Regions from separate parts of the Mus musculus genome. Here region 1 is linked to region 2. The links are chromatin contacts, called in public Hi-C maps. All regions are on one chromosome and are shown on one strand. The core of a region is the stretch at or near the end of the contact, and the rest is flanking DNA. Distances in the headings are between cores, read along the strand shown.

Region 1 (7,101 bases), core at 916-3,415, 110 kb after region 2:
TCCTACCAATCTCTGAGCCTTGTCCTCAGCATGTATGCGTGGATTCTGAAGGACTGGGGCAGTCCAGTTTTCCTGCACATGATGAAGTGTGTAACTAGGTAGGGCATTAAAAGGGCCAACATGGGGCCACTAAGAAGAGCCACAGTGCTGGTATGAAGCTGAGGAGGGGTCTTCCGGGTCAGGAGATGGGAGGTGGCCTCAAGCGTGCGAGCACAGCATGGGGCACTGGGTCCCAGAGCACAGTCAGCAGAGGCTCCTTCTCACTGCCTCAGCTGTGTCCTCCCATCTTACAGGTGCTGAGGAAGCCCAGCGAGCAGGACAGGAGCCTGTGTGGCCACAGCATCAGTGCCTGCCTCTGCTCTCCCCTCGTCCGATCACAAGTGAAGGGTTCACCAACCCTTGCTCTGTGCAGGATTCCAGCCCTAGACCCAAGGACAGCAAATACAGCTTGGCCCTCAGTGCCTCTGCCACAGAGGCTTTGTCCCGGACTCTGGAGACAGGACTTGCATGCATTCTGTAAACCTCCTCTGTGGTAGTCTGAATGAAGATGGCCCCTAGCTCATAGGGAGTGGCACTATTAGGAGGAGGTGTGTCCCTGGCAGTGGACTTTGAGGTTTCAGATACCATGCTTCCCATCGTGACAATAATGGACCAAACCTCTGGACTATAAGCCAGCCCCAAATAAATGTTTTCCTTCTAAGAGTTGCCATGGGCTTGATGCTTCTTCACATCAACAGCAATACTAAGACGCCACTCTGCAGATGTAAATACAGTGACTGAGGGAGATGGATTCAACTATTATGTGCAGACACATCTTTTCACATCTGAACTCTGTATCCATAGGGAAGGTGGTATCAGCTGCTTAGGCTGGGCACAGCAGCCTGTACACACAAAAACCCATTCTTCCCACCCTCCCTCGACCTCTCTACCTCTCAGCCCTCCCCACCCTGTCTCCTGCATACACAGGCAAACACACTCTTGCTGCCAACCCTCCTGGAAACCCAAACAATGCAAGAGTAAAAGCAGTTCTCATGATGTAATTCCTTAAGAGCGTGGCAGCTGTTATCAGAACCACAGAACAACCCCGCGTCTTTCTCTGCTCTTTGGGGGTGGGGGGAGTCCCAGAGAGGGAAAGGAAAAGCCCAGATGCAGCCCTGGGTTCTTCCCAGGCAAAGCGCTCCTCAAGACTGTCAGCTCAGGAAAGCACAGGACGGCCTGAGATGAGCAGGCCAATGAGCAGGCCCTAAGGGCAAAGCAGAATGATCACTTTTTCCTAAGACAGTAGAGGCTGTCTCAAAGAAAATGCATACAACCAAGCCTGCCCAATTACAGGAGTGTGATTTCTTCCAAATGTTGCAAGCACGAATGAAAATGGATCCCAAACAGGTTGGGAGAAAGAGCCGCATCCAGGGGTGAACTGGGATGTGCTGTCACGGTCACTGCACTGGGAGCACCACTCTTTGCTGGCTCATGCACAGAAGCTGTGTGGAAGACCAATGGGGAGGAGCCTGAGCCTGCTCTGCTTCTGCCCCTCCTCCAGTACTCTCTATTTTAGAAGTCACAAGCATGGGCCCTCCTGCAGCAGGGCCACAGTGAGTCAGACCTGCTGTGGCCAATGGGCTTTAGAGAGCGCTCTGGGAAAGGCAAGTGAGGAGATGTGAGACACCCATCTTTGTGAAGATGGCTCAGAAGTCTGGGAAGAAGATTCCCTTCTGCGTTGTTAAGGATGTGGGGTGTCTAGATCAGGAGTCTAGTATTCTGGGCCCCTCTCCACTCAATCACATGCTTGATTTTAATGATTCAAAGAACATCTGCCTTGGGACTAAGCAAGCAATGTTACTTCAAGGAGAGGGGTCACAGTCTCTGCCCGGCAGGTGCAGAGATGCTTCTGTGCTTCTCTGTAGCCAAGTCTCCTCCCAAAACCCAAGCCACCCAAGACCCCTGAACAGTCCCCCACTGTGTCCCTGCTTCCACACGGTGACCCTTGCCAATGAAGATTCAGAAACGACAAGGTGTACAGTAAAGGGGTACACGATCCTACACACAAAGCCAGAGAGCCCTGAGCTGGGATGCCTGGTGCTGGCCTGGTTCACAATGAGGCTCTTGTTCTCTTCAGTCACTCCTCCAAGTCCTGAGACCAAGTTCCTCTTCTTGAAACCAGGAGGGTAGGGGTAGGTGGTGGATCTGCAATCACACGTTCATTAACAAACACCACAAGCACTGTCCTTGGCCCCAACTTCGTAACAAGTAGCTGGGCAGCCCCCAAGAGGAGAGGAACTGTGCCAAGAGGATGAGGCGAGTGGGCAGCTGGCAGACAGAGGCACACAGGGTCTGTCACCTGTGAACAGAGGCTAAAGCAGGGGCTCAACCAGCTCGCCAAGCTCTTGCAGCCCCATCCCACACGCTATAGGGCCCTGTTGGGATGAGAGGGGTGTGAATGTCCACAAGTGTGTGAGGACAGGGGACATTTTCACAGCACTCCATAAACTGAGTTTGCTCTCCACTGCATGAAGTGCACCCCCATATTTGCTTTCTCCTCTCCAAACTTTGCTGGAGAAACAAACAAACTTAAAATATGAATGAAATGGTTTCAGCCCTGAAACCCGGGGAAGGAAGACATGAATGAGCAAACAGGACTAGCTTGAGGGAAGGAACTCTGGGTGCCAGGCATCCAGCCTCAAAGTCGGTTCCTTTCCACTAACGGCATCCAGCAATAAACACAACAGCTCAAACCAGAGCAGACCTGGGCAAGGAGTTTAAAGAAATGTGCAGAAGTCACCTGAAGAAAACAATAAACTCTCATTAAAAGGTTTTAAGGGCTTGGCTCAGGGGCAAAGGCTCACGCCACCAAAGCCTGACAACCTGAGTTTGGTCCCTGGGACCCACATGGTAAAGACCTCTGTAAACTGTCTTCTGACCTCCACACACATACACACTCAAACACACACAGAATCAATAAACTTAATGTTTTTGTTAAAGAGTTCTAGGGGCTGAAGATGGCCCCTTGGTTAAAAGTACTCACTGCTCTTGCAGTGGACCCATCACACACACACACACACACACACACACACACACACACACACACACACACCTGCCAGCACCCATGTGGTGGCCCCCAACCATCTGCAACTCCAGTCCCGAAGGATCTGTCGCCCTCTTCTGGCCTCCACAAGTAGTGCATGCACTCAGTACACACATTCATGCAGGCAAAACACCAGTACACATAAAATAAAAATACGTTTAAATCTTCCTTTTAAGCTTTAACTCCCTTTGAGACAATAACATAAATTCATCAATTCTCCCCTCTATACAAGCATCTGAGAGGCAGAGCTGGATCTCTCTGAGTTCAAGGCCAGCCTGGTCTACAGGGTGAGTTCTAGAACCGCCTGAGAAACCCTCTCTCAAAAACCAACAACAAAAAAGCAAAAACAAACAAACAAAAAGAATAAATGCTCAGCAAAAGGGAATAGTTAAACAGACCCCCCCCCAAATTAAAACATTTGAGGAAAAACAGATTTGTGTTTTTAGTCTTAGAAGAAAGCAGCTCTCCCTCAGGGTCACAATAATGTCAGGAAGCCAAGGAAACCAGCGGCCAGCATGGGTGTGTGCGTGCTCTGACTAGCTTCCTGTAGTGTTGGGGATGGAACCTGGGTTCTGCCACATACTAGGCAGATCTTTGGCTACTGAGTCACCCATCCATGGCCCACCTGGCAGATTTAAATGTTAACAAGCTTAACTTCAGGATAGAAAGGGAACATGGAAAGACCAAAGGCAGCCAGTAATGCCAGGAAAAGGTTTGTGGGATCACGTGGCAGGTGATGACTGAGCATCTCTGATGTGGAAAGTCCCCTGGCTGGACTCCTGGCAGACACGGCACCTTCAAGCCTGGAAACATGAAGACCCACAAGAGCTGAAAGCACAGCACGAGGCCATGGCTGCACTCAGCATGGCAGGGACCATCAGGACAGGCCACCAGGCCTGCACCAGGAAGCCACAGACTCCAACCCACACATGCGCTTCTGTGCCCCATTACACTGCATCAGACAATCAAGACATCAGGACTTACAGACAATGAAAGATGCCCACAGCTCAGGCGCCTGCTCACATCAGCACACTCATCCAGCCAACAAATGTTTGCCCAAAGTCCTATTTGTACCAGGTACTATCCTGGATTCCAGGGACAAAGCAGCAAGCAAGAAGCCGGAAACCCCTCAGTAAACAGCAAATAAGGCATTCAGTAAATACACGGCTTGTCAGCAAGTGATACTAGATAAAGAGGAGAACTAGAGAGGCCCATGAGCAGGGCAGGGAGAACTGGCTTCCAGTTGGCACATCTCACTAAGAAAGTGCTTACACAAACACATGCTTGAGGCTGCTAACAACACATGCACACACATGATGAAGACATACAGAAAACCTGCTACACAAACTAACAGCCCTGCCTCCCAAAGAAACTCCAGGTGCACTTAAATGTCTACCGTTTTGTATACTTCAATGCTGTCTATTTATAGTAGGTATGGAAAACACTTGGAGCAACACAGCACCTAGGGGTAAAAGTAGTTGCACACTTGAAAGGCAGCTCACTGGATTAAAGACAGCCTCTGGGTAGGGAGGCTGGAGCTCTGTGTGGCAATTTGGTGCCACCTGGTGGCCAGTTGTTTAAATAAATACTGGTATTCCAACAGTGCCAAGTCAGATTCACCAAGGTGTACAATAGTATGAAGCTATGTCTGCCCTCTGAGCGGTGACAATGAGGGACTAGGATGTCAGAGTCAGGGTGGAATTTGTTTAGCTGGCTTGAATTTTAAATCATATGTGTCTAATGACTCACTTATTTTTATAAATTAACTCATTGTAACTGACAACAGTTGGCAGTTCACCACTGGACTGAGGTGGAGAGAGAGGGCTGGCAGTACAGAGCCAGAGCCCAGGCCATTAGCAGGGAGTCTGGGAGACTCATACAGGAATGCCAGGCCTCGGGACACAGGTTCCTCAGAATGTGGGGGTGCCCAGCGTGAGGCCAGAACCTGGAGTGGCATGTAGCTGCTAGGGCCTCTAGAAGGGAAACAGAGATCAACAGAAGAGGGTTTTATGCTTGTCTGGGTGTTAAATCTTCAGGCTGCAAGGAGGAGCCACACACAGCCAACCCATGCCCAACTGTCCCTATGGAAGAAAGCCATTTTGGCACAGGAGAGGGCCACCAGAAGCACTGGGTACCTGACACAATGGCAGAAGCAGAGGAGCTAGGTGGGGCATGCAGCTCAGTCTACCAATGGGGCCTAGTGCAGCTCTGTGTTGGAAGCTGTGTGTTAAATGCTTACAAGTTTCTTAAAACACCAGAGACCTACTGTGTAGGGATGATGGCAAGCTGATGGAAAAGGCTGGAACACACCCCAGGAAGGGGTTAGGACATGAAAGGAGGGACAAGGCGAGGAAACGGGAGCTGCATTTCTAGGATCTTCAACACAGGCAAGGCAAGCATCGGGGCAACGTCGCTCTGTCACAGAGAGTGGGATAAAAGGCTCAGTTGTATCTGCTGGGGTTGGGAGCTGTATTCTTTGAGCCTGAGTTTGGCACATGGAATAGGAATCCCCTATGCAACAGTGGCTGAAACTACAAGTTAGTACTATCACAAAAAGAATGAAAGAAATGGGGTAGCAGCCATGGCTAACAGCTGGTTTCATACCCCGTGCAGAGACTTGTTTAGGCAGTCTATTGGGTTTGGCTGTGCATTATCTTCTCAATTAAAACAGGAAATCTATTTTTTATTAAGAAAATTTTAAATTAAGGAACATTCTAGATAAGTAACTGCACCGTTCTGTCATTTCTTCTTCTGAGATTGTATTTATAAAGGCTGGTGGAAGTGAGCCTGAGATGAGCTGATCCCACCTAGGCCGTGTGGCCTGAGGGTGAGGGGGGCAAAACATAAAACTACCATTCTGGCACCACAGGCTCCGAACAAAAAGCAAGCCCGAGATGACCACCAATCAGACACCATGTAGGCCTGGGCAGGCAGATCACACCCAAAACATCCCCTGCCTGGTGCCTGGTGCCACACTGTGTGGCCAGGGCATAGCATTTCTGAGACCACTCCTAAAATGACCCCAGACCAAAGATGCCACTAAGGAGCCAGGAGATGGTGGAGAAATGGAAGAGAAGCAAAAGATATGTGTACAATGAAGAGAGGCAGACTCAAGGGTAGTGAGGGACAGCCTGACATGAATAGCCAGGGATGCCACCTAAGACTATGCTGAGGTCCTGGCCTGTGCTGCCACTGAGGGCCATGTCTGAGTCTGTGTCCCTGCAGCAGCAAGGGTCTGTTACCACCAAAGACTAGACAGACATCCCTGGTCGGAGCTGCCTCCCAAGACCATGTTGGTGGCTGAGAGCTGTGCAGAACTGGCCCCACCCCTTGCCTGGACACCATGGGAAAGCTACTAGCCCTAAGGGCGTGAGAACAGGAAAGCTGACCCTGCCCCTAGTCAGCTATAGTACTCAGGAGAGCAATCCCCACCCCCACACATCATCCCAGGAAGCACAGTGGAGCTTCCCTGGTTTCAGGAGTCACGGGTGACCTGGTCTCGAGGGTATGAGTATGGGAAAGCTGGATCTGCCGTTCATCTCCCGTGGCATGGATAAGAGAGAGATGCCCTCCATTGCCCCCTACTGCAGGTAGGTGAGCTGGCCTCTAGGTCATCAGAGCAGAAGAGCTGGCCCTGACCCTCACTTGCTGTAGCACTCAGGAAAGCAGGCCCTGCACCTTGCCTGGGCAGCACAGTAGAGCCAGCTGTGAAGGCATGGGTGAGCCAAACCCTGATAGCATGAGACAGGAGAGCTGTATCTACCCCTTGATCACTGCAATACTGGATGATCTACTCAGGACAGGGCTAAAGAGCTTGCCCTGGTGGTGTGGGTGCAGGGGAGTTGGCAGGCTGACCAGCTCAGATACCACTCAGGTCCAGATCCAGGGCTTTGAGTTGGCCGATCCCACATGTACCCTACCAATGAACCACTGGAACATGCGAAGAAGCCAGTCCTATAGATACAAAGCTCCAGGAGCTCTGTGACACAGGGCAACAACAGGATAGTCAAAAGGAGACC
Region 2 (7,596 bases), core at 3,618-6,117:
TAAGCTATGGCTACCACACCTCTGTGGTGCATTAGAGGCAGGAGTTAGAGGCAGAACAGAGCTAAGGAGCTGGGAATTACTTCAAGGGCTGTGTCCTGAGTGACTAGAACAGTTGCTATTTGCTAACACAGGGGAAAAAAAATCAGTGGGGGTGGGGCAGGGGTGAGGGGTGGGGAAGAGCAGGCTGAGAGGGAGGGACAGGGAGGAAGAAGACCTCCCACACAGACCCCTGCAAACTGGGCAGAGGGCAGAGACTGATGGGGTCTGAGAACTGTGAGAGTGGGCAAGTCTCTGGAGGGCTCTGCCAAAGAGAGAGGAAGACAAATAGAAGAGTAGCTGGAGAGAGGCCGTGAGCTCCAGAGAGACAATGGCAGGGGTATAGGAAAACCAGACTGGGAAGACTGCTGGTGCCCTTCAGGGGCCTGGAGGAAGGACGCCACGCATCCTAATGTCCCTCTTGGCCTATCTAGCTCATCCCTCAAGAGTCAGTACAAAGGTCACTTTCTCAGGGAAGTTGCTCCTGACCTCTCTATTGGGTCAGGGCCTTGTCATAACCTTTCACGACACATGACTGTTCCTTCTTACAGTTCTTGGGAACTCTGGTGACATGGAAGCCCTGTGAGAGCAGCCATACCCCCAACATCGAGTAAGCATACTGCCTGGCACACCTTTATGTCCGAGGAACATATGGGGAAGGGATATATTGTCCAGGAAACAAGCCAGAGACATGCCTAACTTAATCACTCTGCGATGATCAGGGCCCTGAATATACTTGCTGTCGCAAGAATTTGGGTTTAGACAAGGTCAGATTATTCCTGTTTGGGGCTTTGTAGCTCAGGAAAAACAGAGACACAGTCTTCTGATACTGTCCACTACTAAGTGAGCACATGCCATTCTGTGTCCGGCAGCTCGTTCATTTAGCTGAAGTCTTCTCAATGCTACATTGTAGGGATGGGAGGCTGAGAGATCCTGCATCTGCCCTTACAGAGCCAATTCTTGGGCTCTGGGTATGGCAGATCCCTTTTCCTCTCTACCTCTGCAGGGCCCCACTATCTATTAATATTTCAACAACAATCATTCTCTCTGACTCCAGGAGAGTGGGACATAGCGTCCGCAACGTGTATTTGGGGAACGTCCTACCTTGCACAAGCCACTGGCAGATGGGGCTGTCACTGACCTTATCTCTCCACTCTTAGGCTTTCAGTTCATAAAGACCAACCAGCACACTGCAAGGACCATGAGGCCACTGTGTATGACCTACTGGTGGCTTGGACTGCTGGCCACGGTCGGAGCTGCTACAGGCCCAGAGGCTGACGTTGAGGGCACAGAGGATGGTTCACAGAGAGAGTACATTTACCTCAACAGGTACAAGCGGGCAGGTGAGTCCCCCGACAAGTGCACCTACACTTTCATTGTGCCCCAGCAGCGGGTCACAGGTGCCATTTGTGTCAACTCCAAGGAGCCTGAGGTGCACCTGGAGAACCGTGTGCACAAGCAGGAGCTGGAGCTGCTCAACAATGAGCTGCTTAAGCAGAAGCGGCAGATCGAGACGCTGCAGCAGCTGGTAGAGGTAGACGGAGGCATCGTGAGCGAGGTGAAGCTGCTGCGCAAGGAGAGCCGCAACATGAACTCGAGAGTCACGCAGCTGTACATGCAACTTCTACATGAGATCATTCGAAAGCGAGACAATGCGCTGGAGCTCTCCCAGCTGGAGAACAGGATCCTGAACCAGACAGCTGACATGCTGCAGCTGGCTAGCAAGTACAAGGACCTGGAGCACAAGTTCCAGCACCTGGCTATGCTGGCACACAACCAATCAGAGGTCATTGCTCAGCTCGAAGAGCACTGCCAACGCGTACCTGCAGCCAGGCCTATGCCCCAGCCACCCCCAGCAGCTCCACCTCGGGTCTACCAACCACCCACCTACAACCGCATCATCAACCAGATTTCCACCAATGAGATCCAGAGTGACCAGAATCTGAAGGTGCTGCCGCCCTCCTTGCCCACCATGCCTGCCCTTACCAGTCTCCCATCTTCCACTGATAAGCCATCAGGTAAGTCCTTTGGGGAGTCCAGCTCCCATGCGCCTCTGAGCCCCTCAGCCTGGGGGTACATGTGGGCATGTGAGTCTCAAGAAAGTTGTATAATCCTCTGGCAATCCTCTGGGGTGGCTGCTGGATCCAGTGGAGTTGGGTTGATGGGAGCAAGGGATGGCATTGCTCCAATAAGGTGGTAGAAGGTAGAACCCAGAAGCTAGAAGGTATGGGTGTCAGCTCTGGTCTCTGAGGGGAGAGAATACAGTCCTGGATACTCTGAGGTTTTGCACCTGCCCTGTCTTAGTGGCTAGGTGTCTCACCTGTGGGCTCTCATGCCTGTGTAAGCCCAGAGCTAACTGTCTGAAAATGTCACATGATAAACGCTAGGCTAGTGGGAGAGTGCTATAAAGTCCAAAGTTAATGCTTCTCGGGGACTAGGGCACTGGATGGAAGTTTCCTTCAGTTAGGTGCTGCCTAGTTTTCAATAAGGCTTCCTTACACTCTCAGCACACATGTCATGAGACTCTCAAGACACCGTAATAGAAGAATGGGGTCCTTGGGAGCACACCCTGGGAAGTGTAACCAAGATACTACACTGGGATTTTCATGAGGGTCACTTGACTAGTCCTGCAGCTCCTTAGGGACAGGATGACTAACCTGTTCACAGCCTGAAGATGCTCAGGTAGAGCTGGGCCCCTGCTTCAGACACATGGAACAGAGTTACAGCTTCTCGGGACGATGTCATGAAAACACAATGTGCAATGATGTCACCAGGGGTTGCCAATACTGCCTGTGCCCTCCTCTGACTTAGTGGAAACTCTGGTCCCTAGCCTCCAGGAACCCAGTGTGGGGAGGTGGCAGGTGTGTGAAGGCTCTGGCAAATCGTCAGGGTAGGGGAGCAGGCCGGAAGAGTCCTCTCCAGAGGCCCAGTTCCAGGAGCTGGGCTTCTCCTTTATCTAGGCAGTGTTGTTTTCCACCTGTGCTAAATCTCTGAAAAAGTTAACTAAAACTATGCATGGGGTACCAATGTCTTTGTTGACAGGGAGAGATTTTTACTGAAAAGATCCTTTGTACCTATTTCACACTTTAAAAAATAAACCAGTACTGAGTTGAACCTGTGTGTATGAGGGTGACCAGTGGGCAGATCAAGAATGGATAGGCCAGTGGGGGCAGGAGGAGCCAGGCACATGACACAGCATATGCCATAGCACCTTAGAAGAAAGACCTGGACTAGGTGTGGGTGGAGAGCAGGTGTGCAGAGTTGACCATCCTGGATCGAAATCCTCCTCCTTCTATTGGCGAGGTCTGGACAGGAGCCAAGTCACCCTGTTCCTGGGCTCCTCATCTAAGTCTATGGGTAGGCTTTATTTCAGTCTGTTCCCAGCTGACAGTTCTATTATGAAATAATGCAGAATGTGTGTGTGGCACTGGCCCACAGTAAACTGAGCCTCCTTTGATCACGGTCTTTGCATCTTAAAACAAGGAGACTGGCATGAAGAGTCTGTCTTCAGCTCTGTGTCCAGTGCCTAATAAGAGTGCCATCTGCACCCACACCTGGTTTGCAGCAGAGGTCAAAGGCAGGGTGGAGTGCGTTCTGTGTTCCGACAGAATACCCAGAGTGACACTGCCCTTGGGCACCACATGAAGGCTGGTGTCACAGTCACCCAGGCCTCCTTTCAACTTGGGATCTCTGGTTTCTAACTCAGCCATCTCAGGACATTTCCTGAGCGGGAACAAAATGGGGATAAACACCTGGATCTGCCGTGCCCGTCCCTCCTCCTCCCTATTTGCTCTGGAGAAAGTTATTTAAGTCAGCTGAAGTGCAGCTCAGCTGGCAGTGTCTGCACTGAGGTGCGATGCCGTGTGTCTGTAATCTGAGAACTCAGGAGGCAGAGGCAGGAGGAGCCGAAGTTCAAGGTCATCCTTGAGGTTCTCTACACACGGAGATCAAAACCAAATGTGCAACAGTTGTTTGTTTGTTCTGTTTTGTTTTAAACTCTTCTGAGCCTTAACTTCCTTCACGTGAGGAGACAGGAACAGAGTTACAGCTTCTCGGGACGATGTCATGAAAACACAATGTGCAATGATGTCACCAGGGGTTGCCAATACTGCCTGTGCCCTCCTCTGACTCGGTGAAAACTCTGGTCCCTGGTCCCCAGGAACCCAGTGAGGGGAGGTGGCGGGTGTGTGAAGGTATCTGGAATCTGTCCTGCCTCCAATCATGTCTATTCCTCAAATTCCACAGAGCAGGTTTGACAAGATTTCTCTGGAAGGACCCAAATTTCTTGAACACTGTGAGAATTTATGAAGCCAGCATATCAAAATACCAAGAATACAATGAGCATTGTCTGGACACTATATAGAACAGTGTATATAGTGTGCTTGTGTCCACCAGGAAGGCAGATGAAGGACTGTGGCATCACTAAGGTAGCATGACCACGCCCTGCTGGACAGCATGAATGGCTCAGAGATGACACTTCTGTCCTGCATCTTGAAGGCTTTCTAAGTTTAGCAGGTGAACCTGGGAGGAGGGACACCTGATGGAAGTGGGTCTGTAGAAAGCCCCAAGGGCATAGCCCTTCTCCTAGCCTCTCAAATGGCCCCGGTACAGCTATTTATAACCCAGGACAGGCTGTGGCACCTGTAGTCTGCTATACCTAAGGCAGTCCCCGTGAGTATCCATGCTCACTCACCAAGCATGAGATGACCTGTGTGTACTCTAATGTCTCTCTCTTACTCTGCATGTCTACCTCACAAGGGCAGGCAGAGCAGGGAGGAGGGTGGCAATGGAAAGGCCCTACCTTTCCTGGGTTTGGACTGATCTGAGATGAAAAAGAAGATGGTCTGCCTTGATCCAACCAATGGGCAGACAGTGATTATCAGCCCTCTTCCAGCTCAGGCAGGTCTGGTCCTGAAAGACAAAACCCCTCTGTGTTCTCCTGCAAGAGCCTTGGCTTGCTGCCGCCACTCAGCCAGAAACTCCTTTACAATCAAACACCTTGCACTCAGGCCGCCACAGCCTTTGGCTTCCCTCTAGTAAGTTCAGAGCCATCAGTCCTTTGTTCCATTGTTGTGGCTGCTCAGGAATCAGCATGCCCTTCTCCAGAAGGCCAAGACAGCCACAGCCCCTTATCTGAAGCTGGCCTCATGACTTGCTCCCAGCCATAGTCAGACAGTGACATGCTGGCCGTGGCCAGGAGGTACCTGCTAACAGCTAAGATGAAGGATCCAGGTAGGTCCTAGCCTCGTCTCCCTGGCATCACACATAAGTTCCACTTCACTCGGGGCTGGTCACACAGGGAATATTTGGTTTGGATGGTGCCTACAGTGCTGCCTGAGCCAATAGCCCACCCATGGCCCTCTGCTGTTAGAGGTCCTAACAGGGATGCGGTCCTGCAGCTGTTAGAGGACAGCTTCAGCGGGCATTCTCTAAGGAGCACAGGAAAGGGCAGATGAACTCTGACCTCACCCCAGGCAGCTACCGTCACACGCCAGTCTGTCACAAGGCCCACTGTGGAGATGGCTAAGAAGCATAGTGCTGCCAGCTACCAGGAGTACAGCATGGCTTTCCTAGACAGATGTCTTTAAAAACCAATAGGCAGCCAATGGGGGGATGGTGCATGCCTTTAATCCCAGCACTTGGGAGGCAGAGGCTGGCGGATTCTGTAAGGCCAGCCTGATGTATAGAGCGAGTTCCAGAACAGCCAGGGCTACACAGAGAAACCCTCCCTCAAAAAAGTTAAAACAGAAAACAAAAAAACCCACCTACAACAATAAAAACTCCAAAAGACTCAGATACATCTATGTATTGCCTCTTCTGATTAGTGAGTTTCTCCAGGGACAAATGAGGAGCCCCAATGTCATGAAACAGAACTACTAAAATACCTTGGTCCCTGGAGTGGCCTCCCTGTCACATGGCCTCTTGGTGCAGAGCAGACTCGGGTCACTGCACTTGTATTTCCCAGGATCCTCAGGGTTTAAAGTTACTCAGGCACAATCATACAGTCCCCAGGCCAGGGAACACCTTGAGCACTGTGTGGGAAATATGTGACTTAGCACTGGCCACTACCAGCCTGGCTTCTGTCAGTTTCATGTGTGTATATGTGGGGGTTTGTGGGGACCTTACAGTGCCACACAGACACAGCAGCTACTGCCATGCCAGGCACGACAAGCCACTCTTCCTTAGTCCTCAAAACCCAGGATTTATACTTGATGACCAGGCCACAGGTCTTTGGAAGCTTCAGGCAGACCCAGCCATTAGCTCCTGTAGGTTTGGACAAACCCCTGGGGTTATATGTTAGCCTTTCATAGACAGCTGGGCCATAGGTCATGTTCTCCTTACATGTTTACTCTCCGTGCTATGATGCCTTCTCAGGGCCATACTGCTTCAGGGACAACACAGTGCACATGTGCAAACCACCCTCTCATCCTAGGCCTCTAGAGTCGTGGCTTGGAGAAGCTGACCACTAGGACTTCCTAGGTAGATGTCCCCGTGCTTTGATCTCACTTGCCCTGAGACAGGAACTACGAACAGCAGACAATGGCTGCCCAGCACAGCAGCATGTCTTAAAACCGACTCGGTTTACATCACTATAGAGAAAAGGTACTGGTCCCAAGGTGGCAGAGCGGGGAGTGATGCTGCAGGTGAGGGGTACTGGCTAGCTCTGACTTTGACTTAGCCTTTGGGGCCATGGAGACTGAGGGGAAGGCCACCTGGTCTCCACCTCTGGACTGTGTGTGTTTTCCCCTGTACTATACTTGCTTTTTCCTAAAATGTTTTCTTAAATGAGTTAAGATTTCCAAAACCCATTACGGCCGACATTTCAAAGAACATTCCTTGTTAGTTTCTTCCTAAACAAAAGCCACTAGAGGCAGGCGGTTCCGGGGCCATCTTCCTTGCAACCCCACCCCCAGAGGTCTGTGGAATTGATCACAAAGGGCCTTTGAGTGTGGCTCATAGCTATCCCTCCACCCCTCAGGCCTCGTTCCAAGGATGACAGTGGCTAAAGGCCCTGGCTATTTGCAGGAGATAAACTATCAACTTTGTGGCTGTTAGAAGTTAGACATCTGGCATCTCAGGGCATGGGAATCCCAATAGTTTGGCATTTGGCAAGCCAGAAGTATTCGAGAAAATCCTGGAGACTGGGCTTCGGTGGCCAACTTGTAGCTACACAGATGGATCAATCACTGTGGTGAATTTACTTGGTTGCCTCTACAGTACAGTCACAGCAGGCTGCCAAATTCCTTTTTGAAAAGAGAAAGCAGAACTAGCTAGCTAGTACTGTCCCGCTGGTATCTAAACCATCACGCTCACTAAGCTTGCCGGCCAAGGCATATGATGAAGGAAATGGCAGACACTTGTTAAGGAGGGCTGAGAGACCTGCTCATGGGTCACAGAGAGGGTTCCTTCCTGACTGCCCATCAACTTCAGTGTCCCAGGGGTGACTGGGTCCAGAGTGCCTTGGCAAAACCTGAATCTCAGAGGAGATGGAGTGCTGACCCCAAGCACATGTGTCACCCGTGCTCTCTTCTTAAGTCATCCTGACCTCTTTAGATACAA

Evidence for each region. Hi-C and Micro-C count contacts between places; a contact is called where the count stands out from the background.
Region 1: a contact with region 2 is called in a Hi-C map of Sertoli cells, with 2.2 times the contacts expected there. The contact joins two enhancer-like sites. A contact is called at or near these places in 4 of 39 promoter capture datasets (the 3T3-L1 cell line, the C10 cell line and the HPC-7 cell line), 3 of 15 datasets of contacts at CTCF or cohesin (large pre-B cells, pro-B cells and stem cell-derived epiblast-like cells), 61 of 484 Hi-C or Micro-C datasets (the 3T3-L1 cell line, 8-cell embryo, the AML12 cell line and 42 more), 13 of 115 datasets of contacts at active chromatin or transcription factors (the HPC-7 cell line, the NIH/3T3 cell line, Th17 cells and 7 more) and 1 of 9 other capture datasets (embryonic stem cells).

What each region holds. Positions count from the first base shown.
Region 1 is chr2:33,344,651-33,351,751 of GRCm38.p6, forward strand. All of the region lies in intron 1 of Ralgps1 (Ral GEF with PH domain and SH3 binding motif 1), which reads right to left. Among named protein-coding and RNA genes, the nearest start is that of Ralgps1, 23 kb to the right of the region's middle. Within about 2 kb of position 2,166, at least 79 of the 459 cell types and tissues checked have an H3K27ac peak or open chromatin away from gene starts, as enhancers often do. A contact at or near this core is called in Sertoli cells, where this site is marked.
Region 2 is chr2:33,226,979-33,234,574 of GRCm38.p6, forward strand. All of the region lies in intron 8 of Ralgps1 (Ral GEF with PH domain and SH3 binding motif 1), which reads right to left. Angptl2 (angiopoietin-like 2) reads left to right here. Exons shown (of 5, transcript NM_011923.4): 2 at 1,197-2,054. The coding sequence starts at 1,238. Among named protein-coding and RNA genes, the nearest start is that of Angptl2, 15 kb to the left of the region's middle. Within about 2 kb of position 4,868, at least 14 of the 459 cell types and tissues checked have an H3K27ac peak or open chromatin away from gene starts, as enhancers often do. A contact at or near this core is called in Sertoli cells, where this site is marked.